Linked DNA regions of Sus scrofa: region 2 is linked to region 1. A link is a contact called in public Hi-C data. All regions are on one chromosome and are shown on one strand. Each heading gives the region's core, a stretch centred on a gene start, on an enhancer-like site or on the middle of the called end of the contact. The rest is flanking DNA. Distances are from core to core; before and after follow the strand shown.

Region 1 (6,991 bases), core at 3,287-5,786:
CGCCTAGCCTGGGAACCTCCATATGCTGGGGGTGTGGCCCTAAAAAGCAAAAAAATAAAGAAATTTAAAAAATAAAATAAAAAGCCAATTCTCCCCCAAATACAATTTTAACATAATTCCAATCAAAATCCCAGCACAATCTTATAGATACGAACAAGACTATTCCATTTCATATGGAAATACAAAGGAACTAGAATCACTAAAACAATTTTTAAAAAGAAGAAAGTGAAAGAATCAGTCTATCCAATTTGAGAACATATTATATAGCTGCAGTAATCAAAACTGCAGTATTGGCAGAATGACAGATCAATGGAAGAGAGAACCCAGAAATATAGGCACACACATGCCCAACAGATTTTTGACAAAAGAAGCAAAAGCAATTAAAGGAATTAAATTCCAACAAATGGTGTTGAAGCAAGTGGACATTCATGGGCCAAAATATGAAATCTGATCTAAGGCTCTCACCTTATATTAAAACAAACTCAAAATAGATCACAGACCTAAATCACAAATATTAAGAAAAAAACCATTCTTTTGGGATTGAGGGCCAGGGAAAAATTTCTTAGACACCAAAAGCATAATCTATAAAAGGAAAATGGATAAGCTGGACTCCACCTAAGCTGAAAACTTTCACTCAGAGAAAAACCCTATTAAGAGAATGAAAAGACAAGACACAGACAGGAAGAAAACACTGGCAAACCATTCACCCCAAAAGACCTAGTATTGAAGAATATGAAAAAGAATTCTTAAAACTCAAGAGTTTAAAAAAACAAACAAAACAAATAATCCAACTAGAAAACAGGCAGAAGACATGAAGAGACATTTCACATGAGAGGAAATATAGACGGCAAATAAGCACATGAAAAGCTGGTCAACACCATCAGCCTCAGGGAAATGCAAACTAAAAATCACAGTAGCACTTTCATACCTATCAGAATGGCTAAGAAAAAAAAAAAAAAACAAAAACGTGTGCCAATACCATATGCAGGTGAGGATGCAGAGAAATTGGATCACTCACACATTATAGGTGGAAATGTAAAATGGTGTAGCCACTGTTATGTTGTGCTCGCTCCAAATTTATATGTTCAAGTCCCAATCCCCCCATCTAAGAATGTAACCAAATTTTGTGGAGGTGAGATTTAAAAAAAAAAAAAACAAAAAACTGGTTGAGTTGAAAGGAGTTGACACCCTAATCCAACATGGCTGTTGTGGTTAATAGGAAGAGACATGAGCCAGGGACATGAGCCACTGAGGAAAGGCTATGTGAGAACACAGCTGGGACAGTGACTAGCTGCAAGCCAAGGAGAGAGGCCTCAGGAGAAACCAAACAGCTGAAACTTTGGTCTGTGACTTCTAGCCTCTAAAACTGTGGAAAAAATACAGTTTTTGTTGTTTAAGGCAGCCAGTTTGTGGTATTTTGTTATGGAAGACCTAGAAAATTAACACAGCACTCTGGAAAACAGTGTGGCAATTTCTTAAAAAAATTAAACATGGAACTATCATACCATACAGCAACTGCACCCCCAGGCATTCATCCCAGAGAAATAAAAACTCATGTTCACACAAAAACCTGTACACAAATGTTTACACAGCAGCCTTATGTCTAAGAGCCAAAAACTGTGAACAACCCAGATGTTCCTTAATGGGAAAATGGTTAAACCCATACCAGTGAATATCATTCGGCAATAAAAAGAATGAACTACAGAGATGCAATAATCTAAATGCATCTGCAAAGAATTTTGCAGAATGGAAAAAAGCCAATCCCATAAGACTGCATACTGTATGATTTCATTTACATAATATTTGTGAAATGACAAAATTACAAAATGGAAACGAGATGAGAAGCTGCCAGGAATTGAGGGCTAAGGGTGCGAAGGAAATGAATATGACTACAAAAGGACTATATGAGGGATCTTGTGGTGATGGAAAGGTTTTGCATGTTAACTGTATTGATGTCAATATTTTGGTTGTGAATAGATAATCAACAAGGACCTACTGTACACCAGAGGGAACTATCATTAAACTATACTTTAATTAAAAACAAAAACCACTTTTCCCTTAAAAATTTTTTCTGGTTGGAATAGAGTTCTATAATTATGTAAAATGCTTCCAATGGGAGAAACAACCACTTCTGTATTATTTTCTTACAACTGCAGGTGAATCAACAGTTATCTCAAAATAAAAGGTTTAGTTTAACGAAGTAAACAGGCAGACAAAAAAACCCCAAAAAGCCAGTTTCTAGAAAAGCCCACCGCAGGCAGAGGTGAACACACACACAACACTCCAGCTCTGATGGAGCCGGTATGAAAACATCTCAATCCGCTTACCTGCTTCACTTTGACTGTTGAGTGGTGAGGACTTCGGCTTCTCCTACTCCGGGGAGACTTGCTTCTTCTCCCCGAGGACTTATTTTTCTTTCTCGGTGGGGACCTGTTCAGAGAATGGTACACATAAATTTCATCTCAATTTTCATTCGCTCATACAAATTAGCTTCAAGTATCAGGCCTATCTACTAACACAAACATCACATTTGTGAAGGCTTCTGCTGATCACACTAAAGGAGTCAGGAGCTTCACTTTTTCAGCCCTGAATGTCTCCCACATATGTAGCTGCCAATTGAAACTTCTCACTTCGATAAGAGAAGGCTAAATTCCCACCTCTCAACTTTCCTATCTTTGCCATCAGGGTAACTGATACCACTATCCATCCGTTCCTCAGGCCAAAAACCTAGAAGTCATCCTAGATTCTTTTTTTTTCTCCCCCTTACCACCAAGAGGCCCCATGCTCCTCCCCAACACGCTCACAATCAATCAGCAAGTCCTCTGGCTCCAGGCTCTACCTCTTCTCTCTCCCACCGCATTCCTACCCACCTCACTATACCGGATCCCCTCCCCTCCTCCTTTTCTAGAAGGAACACAATTAATTCCACTTCAGGATCTTTGCACTGCTTGTTTTCTCTGATTAGATCTTTACAAGCCTGGATTATTTTTATCAATCAGGTTTCAGGTCAAGTGGCAGACTTTTCACAGAGAACCACTTCTCTCCACTCTCTATGACATTACTGTCTTAACCTATCCCTAGTACTTGTTACTAACAAATTATTTTCTTTATTTCCTTGTTATTCTGTCTCAGGGCTAGAGCATCTCAGTTTCACCAGGGTAGAGATCATCTATCATGCTCATTCTTTCCACCCCAATACCCAGGACGGCCTGCCTGCCTGCCTCATATTTTCTTTTCTTTTTCTTTCTTTCTTCCTTTTTTTTTTTTTTTTTTTTTTTGTCTTTTTAGGGCCACACCCTTAGCATATGGAAGTTCCCAGGCTAGGGGTCAAATCAGAGCCACAGCTGCTGGCCTACGCCACAGCCATAGCAACACAGGATCAGAGCCGCATCTTCGACCTACAATGCAGCTTATGGCAACGCTGGATCCTGAACCCACTGATCGAGGCCAGGGATGAATTCTACATCCTCATAGTCCTCAAGAATACTAGTCCAGTTCGTTACTGCTGAGGTACAATGGGAACTCCCATTATTTTCTTTATTTCAGTTTTATCTGTGTATAATTTTACAGTTTGATTCAAATTCCACATATACATTTATATTTTAAAAAATTGTACATAGCTATTTTCCACATTATTTTATAACCTATGAGGTCTTTAGCACATAATAAGTACTCGACAAAACTATGTCGAATGAATGAATAAATTGTTCGCAAAAGACAATTTCCCCCCAGAATATCAGACAGATCACCTAGGCTCAGGATATGAAAACTTCTTGGGGCAGATAACTGAAAAAATAACCCCATTTGGAGGCAGGTGGGAAAAATCTTTCATTTCAACATAAACTATCATTGTCATCAGCTGGACCATACTCGGAGAAATGCTGAGCACACAGAGATGAAGGAGCAAGAACTTGCCCATCAGGCATTAGGCGTTTAACGCCCAGGTATAACGCAAGTAACAGGTATCAGAGTAAACGTTAACACACTCACAACCGGTCACTTCTATCGCCTTAGGATTAATTCAAGCTGCCGCGCTCAGCATTCAAGGTGTGCTCCTGGTGCCAGCCCTGTCCCCCTTTCTCAAAAAGCCCGACCTCAGGTCTACCCCAGGCTGCTTCCCACTTACCGGCTACCTCCTCGAGCTCGGTTCCCGCGGTGACCGGGGCGGCCTGACTCGCCGGCCAGCGGGGAAGGGCTACCGCCGGAGGAGTCCGGACGGCGATGGACAGGAGGCGCGGATTCCGGGCTGAGGCGCTCCTGCTTCACCACCACCGTCGCCGCCGCCACCATGTCCCCGTCCCGGTGCCTTCGCCGACTTCCCCGCTCCCGCTCGCTCTTCACCTCCTTCATGCTGTGAAACGGCTGAGCCAAGGAAAAACAGGACCGTCGCGCTCCTCTCCGTGAAGGAAATGACGGACTTGAGTCCTGGACTTCCGCTTCCGGGTGCGCGCTCTCCCAGAAACCCTCGCGGCGGATAACGCGATCAGAATCCCGAGTGGGCGGGGCCTTAGGGACCCGACTCTGTGGGGCGGGAGTTTTAGGTTTCAAAAACAAATTGGGGGGAAAAAGCTCCTCTCAAGGTTGTTTGTTGACGCGTTATTACTAGTTACTAAACATGGGGACAAACTACACATCCAGCAGTAGAAAAGAGATTATGTCACCATTTGCAATGGTATTTACAAACTATACGACAAATGGAAAAAAGTCTGACTTGTTAAATGGAAGAAGCAAGATGCAAAATTGTGCGCAGACTGTGATGACATTTACGTTTGGAAATACGAAGGAAAGGGGAAGAGAAGGAAATGCAATCACAGATCGTAGCCCGGGCAAATCGTCGGCCGGGCAAATCGTCGCCATTTCTCCATTAAAGGCAAACTCTTTTTAAAACCTGGGAACTTTAAATGCCTTCCTCTGGGAATCTTCCTCAGCCTTCACTGAGGAGTCAAATGATTCCATTTGCGGGTGACAAAATCCAGGATCAGCGAAAGTGATCTGCGCCTTACTCAAACCGTGAGCTGGACGCAGCGAAGGGATCCAGAACTCAAGTTTCCCCTGCTTCCAAGAGTGCTAAGGCGATCCCGGTGAGCAGGAGGCTTGACAAGCTAAACGCAGGAGAACTTTCCTCGAAGGTTGAGCAGAAAGAAACTCTCGAGCTGCTGGCCCCGCCCCGCCTCGAAGCCCCGCCCAGGCCATGAGGATGTCAAGGACGTTTCCATGGCGACGGCAAACACTGCCCTGACAGGAGGGTCGCTGCTGTGCTGCTACCCTCGCCGCCGCCATGATCCCCCCCGCCGACTCTCTGCTCAAGTATGATACCCCGGTATTGGTGAGCCGCAACACGGAGAAACGGAGTCCCAAAGTAAGGAGGAGTCTCAGGATGGGGGAGCTCGGAAACTCCCACGGGGAATGACAGATCCCTGCCTTGAGGATTGGGAGTCCCAAGGGACAGAGGGTGCAGTGACTGGGAATAAAGGGAATTAGGACCAGGCAAGGAGGGTGGGAGAGCGGTACAAGAAGCCCAGATGTTGGGTGATCCTAAGGGCAGATTTAGGATGGGAAAAAAAGTCACAGAGAGATGGATGGGGCTCCCTGCCCTATCCAGGTAGTGTACAAGGATAGATCTGATAGTGACTGGCCCCATCTCTAAAGGTAAGAAAGTAAAGGCCTGAGCAACATCTGCACAAGGAGATAGAAGCATTGAGTTGGGGTGGGACCAGAGATTCTTCATGGCCTCCTTCAGCTCTGAAACATAACTTCTAATGAGGAAGAGTGATCTGAGAATGGGGGAGAGGTATGCGAGTGACCCGGTGAAAGCCTGCCAAAGTGTGTGGAGCTGAGTGTCTAAATCACCTCCTGTCCCACCTTGTCCTTCCTTCTCAGGCTCGGCTACTGAAAGTCAGCCCCCAGCAGCCTGGACCCTCAGGTCCTGTCCCACAGCCACCGAAGACCAAGCTCCCCTCAACTTCCTGTGTCCCAGATCCTACAAAGCAGGCAGAAGAAATCTTGAATGCCATTCTGCCGCCAAGGTTAAAAAAAAAGCAGTGGCTGGGCGGAAGCCCAGACTTTTGCATCCTAGAACTTAGGAATGTGTGAGGAGGCACCCTGTCTCTGTTTCTGGCTGGGATTTCTTCCTAGCATCCCAGAGTTCCTAGAACTTGCAGATGGCTAGATGCTGAGGGTTGGGGGGAGACATCTCCTCATTTTCAGAGTGCTCTAAATGCTGATGGCGCCCATATGCTGGATCTAGCCCTGTCCTCTCCCCTAAACTCCATGCGCATATATTCTGCTCTGTTCTCATTACCTTCATGAAAATGTCTAATACACTTCTCAAACTTAACATGTCTCAAACTAAATCACAATGTCTTCCTTCTCCCAACCTGCTCATCCTTGGTCAGTATGGGGGGGCCATAGAGGTATGGCCTGCAATACATACATTCACCTCTTTCCGGCTGGCGCAGGTCTATGGTCCCCTGTGTCTCCTACCCCGTCAAGTCAGTGGGAATTTCCTCTGGGCCTTCCATTCAGTAACAACCGCCATAGATCTGTCCTCACCATGGTCAGTGGTTAAGATCTGGAACATGGGTGATGACTTCACAGAGGGTCCTGGAAGAATGAAGACTGCCCAGCCCCAGGGGAGGGGCCCCTTGGAGGTTGCACAGTGGGTGTGGCTTTGGAGCCACACACTCCTTAAGGAAAAGGAGGAGATGGAGGATTCTGGTGGGTCAGGGACAGAGCTGCCCCTCGCTCCTCTCAAGCAGAGAACACAAAGGCCCACCTCTGCTCCCCTCCCAGTGACCCTCTCTGGTGGATGGGGTTCACTCAGCCCGGCTCTGTCTGTGCCACAGGGAATGGGTGGAGGACACACAGCTATGGATCCAGCAGGTGTCCAGCACCCCCAGCACCAGGATGGACGTGGTGCACCTGCAGGAGCAGTTGGACCTGAAGCTGCAGCAGCGCCAGGCCCGGGAGACCGGCATCTGCCCTGTGCGCA
Region 2 (6,991 bases), core at 2,657-5,156, 34 kb after region 1:
GTTCCAGAGCTTCAGGTCAAGGCACTTACTCTTCAAGCTAAAGGCACAAACACACCTGCAAGGCACCTCTCAAAGGTCATGCCTCCAGGCAACGGGAAACGAGGAGACAGCCTTCTAAGGTCTGGGAATGCTAGTCACTGAGGATGAGCTCACCTGCTTAGGAGGGTTTACTCCCAATGAACAATGATGAACTCTTAAAAATAAGTCATTTATGGAAGCCACCACCGATACTTTTCTCTGCACTTTTCCCAGGGTGGGGACGTCTTATCTCATCCCTTTCTCAAGTGGTCCTTGACAGCCCCCTCCCCCTCAAACACCTGCTTTTTAGACATCTGGACATTCTACCCTTCTCCATACAGTGCACATTTTCTTGAGCAAAAGTAGCAGAGGACGATACTCACCAAACCACTTTATGTTTGGCTCCACTCTCGCCACTGTGCCAGAAGCCACCGTTGATTGATATTGCAGAGGCTTAATCACTTTACCACGGCTGTTCCTAAATTGAGGAAGCAACAGATTTTGGTTGACGACAGAAAGGCAACAGGAAAATTGGGTTTACAGAATACTCCTTCCATCAAAAGGACCTCGCCCCACCCTCGGTTTTAAGTGATCATGAAATACAGACTTCAGTAAACAAAAAGTACTTCTACATTTGAAACAGATTGCCCCAAAGCCATTTAACCTCTTGCAACAGAGCACGTAATGATTTTTGCTTGATGAATAACAACTAATGCTCATGTTTAAAAATCTGTTTACTGTTTGCTTTATAAAAAAAAGTCACATACTTGAGTCTTTTGGGATAATTATTTGAAGGCTGGTTTAAATGAATTTTAAGCAGAGGGTGATTTATGTTGGAACTCAGAATTCTAAAACAAACTGCAGAGTAGGTGACTAAGGCAGATTAAGTTCACTGACATTTGTGTTTTAGACACATCTTTTAGAATGGATGAAGAATCCAATTACCAAACAAATTAAGACCAGCTCGCAAAATGCCACACTCAGCAAGTCCCCGTGACAGAGGCTGCCTCAGCAGAACTCAGAGTTGTGATGAGTTTCCAAGTGCTGCAATGTCGTGATTTAAAAAACAAGTTTTCTGGCTGCTTTCATGATACCGTTCTATATGCTTTATCAAAGAAAACCAGGAGTTCCCGTTATGGCGCAGTGGTTAATGAATCTGATTAGGAACCATGAGGTTGCAGGTTCGAACCCTGCCCTTACTCAGTGAGTTAACGATCCGGCGTTGCCGTGAGCTGTGATGTAGGTCGCAGACGCGGCTCAGATCCCGAATTGCTGTGGTTCTGGTGTAGGCCAGCAGCTACAGCTCCGATTGGACCCCTAGCCTGGGAACCTCCATTAGCCACAGAAGCGGCCCAAGAAATGGCAAAAAGACAAAAAAAAAAAAAAAGAGAAAAAAAAACTAGATTTCTGGAGTTCCCGTTGTGGCTCAGTGATTAATGAATCCGACTAGAAACAGTGGGGTTGTGGGTTCAATCCCTGGCCTCGCTCAGGGGTTAAGGATCCAGCGTTGCCGTGAGCTGTGGTGTAGGTTGCAGATGCGGCTCGAATCTGGTGTTGCTGTGGCTCTGGCAAAGGCCAGCAGCTACAGCTCCGATTAGACCCCTAGCCTGGGAACTTCCATATGCCTTGGGTGCGGCCCCAGGAAAAAAAAAAAAAAAAAAGAAAAGAAAAGAAAACCAGATTTCCATCTGACAGATGTCCACCCTGAGATTTAACAGGTCAGTGGTGGAGGCCAAGGCTGGGAGGAACGAAGAAGGGAGGGGGTTGTGGAGCATTGCGACACAAGCACTATTTCACCACCCACTCCTCAGGTCTTTAACCAACAATTTAAGGTGTATCACATAAAATGATATTTGAAAATACACTACTCTTATCTGGAGGAAGTGGGGGTGGGAACATGAAAGGGTCAACAGGTGTCAGCTACAAGCCAAGAGCATTTAGGAAAGGGGGAGGGACGAGAGTGCCCACACTCACCTGCGCTCCTTCTGCCTGTACATATTCAGGCGGCGGATTGTGGCCCGGTCCCTCATGTTCTGGCCTCCTGCGCCCTGCACTCGATCTAGCAAACACAGCAGACCGGCACACTTTTTGATAACCAGCAAGTCCAAGCACAGCCACTGCTTCAAACACACCAACCAGTTTGCTCAAAGTAGGCAAGCTGCCCCCTCATGGCAAACTCCCCACTTTCTCCATGTGCTGCTCCCACAAAATCATTACAGGAAGCTACATGGTATATGCATGACAAAGCGGACAGAATCTTGAACCCTCCACAGGACTGAGTTTGATAACGGTAACAGGTACTATTTCTGAGCACTAATTATGGCACTTTACTAGTCACATTACAGGCATTATACAATAATCCTATAAAGACAGATACATTATCCCCATTCTGCAGGTGAGAAACTGAGGCACAGTAGGCAGACATCTCGTACAAAGCCACAAATGGCAGAGCCAGAATTTGGACAAAAGCATCTGGCCACGACCTGTGTTCTTAACTACTAAGATGCCTTCCTCTGGGCCTCAGTTTAACAAATACTGAGCACCTGCTATAAGCAAAGCATCATGAAGACTATGATTCTAATACATATATGTTCCTAATGTACCAGCTTTTTCATTTCCCAATGTTTGATCTCAGTGTAATCAACAGCAAATAAATAGTAATTCTTGCCTTACACCTCAGAGAGAAAAAGGACAAATGAGCATACTGGCCTGGCTTCTCAAGTCACCTGTCTACTCCTGAAGTGATGCAGTAGAAAACAGACTGAAATCACAGGACTGGTGGCTCTACTACTCACTAACTGTACCAACTGTGACAAGCCACTTGCCCTATTTTGGCTAGGTCTCTTCATCTATCATGTCTTGGTCTGTAACGGCCTTATCGGGTCTAACTGTAAAATTCCAGTCTACACCAGCGGAATAATTTATCAGCAATCTAGGGAAAACATTCAACATGAATCAAAATTTAAAAAAAACCTTTAAGCCATATCTTAATACATTTTATTAACCAAACCCGAATGGAAGGGACTCCCCCCAAAGTTATCTTGTTCATCTTGTGGTGGAACCTCACACACATCTTAAAAAACATCTTTACTGAAATGACTGTAGTGATTTATCTGCAGCGTTTTCTATGCACTTTACCAGACGGGACGACCCCAAGAGCCAAATCTACAATTTCTTTCTCATTTCAATGGTCAAAGCAAAGGTGGCAGGCAAGTGTGGGCCAGTGCAAAAGGCCAGCTGGGTCGGGCTACATCCCTTTTAGTCTTGATTTCATCTAATTTACTTTTAGTAATTCCTTGAGCTGGAGAGCTGGACTCATACAAGACTGAACTATATTGGGGAAGGGGCTTCAACACGTGACACACACAGGAACACAAGAAGTCACATTTAAGAGCCCCCTGACAACTCGGAGCTTGCACCTCTCAGTCGGAGACGCCCTAAGACTGCCAGGCCTGAGTGTTCACTTCTCCCGGCTTTAGACCCATTGCCTGGCATCTAGTCTTGACGGACGTGCCAGAGTCAGCCCTCCTCAGGGCCTCCGAACAAGGAATTATCCTCCTTCTCATCCTCAAAGGCCACTTTGCTTGAGCTCAGTTCATGTAAAACCACCCGGCGTCCCTCCCCCCAAGCTTCCTCCAAAGCCCCACCCTCCGCGAGCCCCGCTGCCTGTACCGGGATTTGTGCTGGCATTAGAAGGGTTGATAGTACTCCGTCCTTTGTACTTGGGCTTCACCATCTTGCCGAAGGGACGGGGACCGGAGTGCTGGGTCCGGCCTGTGTCAGGTAAAACAGCTCTTAACTTCCCAAAACGAACCGAGGTCACCCGCTCGAACTACGCTGGACCGCGTGCGCAGGCCGACGTCACTTCCGCTCGCACCCCGTGCTTCCCCCGAACGACTTCCGGCGAACGCGCGCCGCCGCACTCCTGGCTCCGCCCCCGCGCCGGCCTCTTAGATGTTTCCTTGCGTCCAGCCCCGCCTCGCTTTCTCCCTAGCAACCGCCAAGCTACATTCCATAGCAACCGCCTGGTTACCCAGGACGCGCGGCCTAGAACCGCTAGTGGAGTCCACGCACAAACTTAGGTGCCTCTTCCCAGGTCAATGACACAAGCTTGAGTTTAATTATCTTCTGAATTTGTCCTCTAAGCCCTTCCAAACGTCGCCGACCACACAGCAGCTAAATACCAACTAGATCTTGTCACCCTTCTTAAAATTCCAGAGAGAGAGAAAGAGAGAGAGATTTAAACTCTTGGCCATTCCTGCAGAATTCTGCATGATCTGGTCCCTGCGTATTTACTTGACCTCATTTGTACCTCCCTCCTTCTGGTTATTCTGACATTTACACTGGCTGTTCCTTCTGCCTGAATCATCATTTCCCTAAACCTTTGCATAGCTAGTTCCTTCTGATCTTTCAGTTCTTAGCTCAAATGTCACCTACTGGTAGGGTTGCAAGTGTTAGCAAATAAAAAAACAGGATTGCCCAATTAAATTTGTTATTCTTTCCCCAGTTAAATTTGAATTCCAGATAAACAATGGAATATATTTTAGTATAAGTATGCCCCAGGCAATATTTGGGACATACTTATACTAAACATGTTTATTATTTATATGAAATTCAAATTTAATTGGGCATCCTGTATTTTATCCGGCAACCCTTTCTTCTGGGAGAAGTCTTTCCTGTCTAATTGGTCTAACTCAGCCATCTCCCATTCTTCTGTAGTTATTCGCTTATAGTATTTGGTTGTATTTATTTCATGGCACTTATTCTTACTTGAAATTAGGTTGTTTCCAAGTTTATCGGCTGCTTCCCCCAAACTGGATTGCAAGCTTCTTGAGAGTAGAGACCTCAAAAGTTTGTTCACTGCTGTGTCTACAAGACTTCAAAAAAACCTTGAAATATAGTAAGGACTAAATACATATTCACTGAATGAAGGAATGAATGGATGACATCTTAGCTAGGGCTGCTATAAAAAAATACCATAGACTGAGTGGCTTAAACCACAAACATTGATTTCTCATCATGCTGGGGGCTGGGAAGTCAAAGGTCAGGGTGCCCGCATGGTTTGGTTCCTAGTGAGAACTCTCTTCCTAGCTTGTAGACATCTATCTTCTCACTGTATCCTCACAGGCTGGGGAAAGGGGAAGGTCACTGGTCTCTTCCTCTCCTTAGAAGGGCACTAATCCCATCATGGGCTGCATCCTCATGACCTCATCTAAACCTAATTATCCTCCCAATACCATCACATCAGGGATTAGAGTTTCAATACATAAGTTTTGTCAATACATAACATTTAGTCACTAGCAGATGGGAATATCTCCACATTCCTGAAGGGAAATGAGGGCAGTAAGACCTAGCAGTTTCTGTTTTGACTAGCTAAAATAAAGTCTCTAGGTGTCTGTGTTTCAACCTCCCTCTTTTTTTGGCACTTCAAGTTGCCAGGAAGGGTCCATCACTGTGGTCCATCCTCTCCTACGGGAGAGGCCAGAGAAGAAGTACTTAGGCAGGAAGAAGGTGGATCCTGTGCTGGCGTGTAGCTCATCCCAGAAAAACAAACAACTTGATATAAAGTGAGGTCCTCGAATTGTGGGACGGATGACTGAGTCTGTGAGTCTGAAACAAACAAACTCCCAAACATTCTTTCTAGAGAAAAAACAGGCCATGCCCTAGACAGGAGTGGGAAATACCTTCTCTCCCTTGAGAATCACTTTTATTGCCCCCAGGGCAATAGCAGGAGCTTAAACACAACTTTGCTGAAATGGCCCTGACCTTGACACGGTGTTTGAAGGAGCATCTGAGAGCTGGTCAGAAGCAACTTCATGCCCTGTGAAGATCCAAAGTTGTCCCCTTCTGCCTCACACTGTCCCTTTGGTCCCCTAAACAAGGGTGCAAAAGCCCACTTCCAGAGAAGAGACAAGGATAATATGTTTCTGATGCCTCAATTAGGTTCAAACCAGAATAAACACGAATGGCAAAAATCAGCCCATGAGCTCATTCAAGGCTTTGATCAGAGACATAATTTCATTATGAAATTTTGAATCAGGCTGTTGTGAAGTCTTGCCAAGGAGTTTCATTTTCCCAGATGATATGGTGGGTTGTTTCTCTCCTGTTCTCATACTCAGCTTGCATTTAACATATGAACTTTCCATCTATTTTTATAATCTGATCCATCAATCCTTTTACAGCAGTATTTGCTGATCCCAACAACCAACTTCAGTTCTACCAGCTGATAATAAACCTGATCCAGGAAGGTCAAGCTAAACTTATTGGTTTGGTTTGCTTGCCCTGCTCACCGCGCATGTCATATGTTTCCCACATATATCCTTCCTGATGTCATGGTGACCGGAGGAGTCAAGACATACCTCCAGGCCTATAATTTCTCAGCTTTAAAACAGACGTGTTAATTTACCTACCCAGAAAGACTGCAGTGTGGTCATGTGAATTATGGTACTTGAAAGACTTGCGTGCCCGGTATACATCGTGTAATTGGGATGCTTTCTTTCCCGCCAAACCCAGGCTTAGCGCCCCACTCCCTGGAATCTGGCTCATAGGAAGCACAGGTTTATGGGCATGGGAATGGAACAGAAAGGTGGTTTGAAATGCCAAGCTTTGGGCCACTTTTTTTTTTTTTTTTTTGTCTTTTTGCTATTTCTTTGGGCCGCTCCCGCGGCACATGGAGGTTCCCAGGCTAGGGGTTGAATCGGAGCTGTAGCCACCGGCCTACGCCAGAGCCACAGCAACACAGGATCCGAGCCACATCTGCAACCTACACCACAGCTCACGGCAATGCTGGATCATTAACCCACTGAGCAAGGGCAGGGACCGAACCCGCAACCTCATGGTTCCTAGTCGGATTCGCTAACCACTGCGCCACGACGGGAACTCCCTGGGCCACATTCTGATTGGAAAGAATGGACTGGTGTTTTCACAGGATGGAGAGAATCTTGACCTAGTTTCCTTCTTCATTCTGTAAAAA

Evidence for each region. A called contact is a pair of places that touch in the nucleus more often than the background predicts.
Region 2: a contact with region 1 is called in a Hi-C map of embryonic fibroblasts, with 2.4 times the contacts expected there. The contact joins the promoter of GNL2 here to the promoter of DNALI1 in region 1. A contact is called at or near these places in 1 of 5 promoter capture datasets (liver), 7 of 47 Hi-C or Micro-C datasets (differentiating spermatogonia, embryonic fibroblasts, epiblast stem cells and 3 more) and 2 of 2 datasets of contacts at active chromatin or transcription factors (alveolar macrophages and skeletal muscle).

Annotation. Positions count from the first base shown.
Region 1 is chr6:93,607,727-93,614,717 of Sscrofa11.1, forward strand. DNALI1 (axonemal dynein light intermediate polypeptide 1) reads left to right here and starts at 4,537. Exons shown (of 7, transcript XM_003361926.3): 1 at 4,537-5,243; 2 at 5,245-5,359; 3 at 5,881-6,026; 4 at 6,846-6,991. The coding sequence starts at 5,215. SNIP1 (smad nuclear-interacting protein 1) reads right to left here and starts at 4,443. Exons shown (of 4, transcript XM_021095969.1): 1 at 4,127-4,443; 2 at 2,328-2,430. The coding sequence starts at 4,350.
Region 2 is chr6:93,642,074-93,649,064 of Sscrofa11.1, forward strand. GNL2 (nucleolar GTP-binding protein 2) reads right to left here and starts at 3,907. Exons shown (of 16, transcript XM_021095967.1): 1 at 3,691-3,907; 2 at 1,993-2,077; 3 at 402-496. The coding sequence starts at 3,754.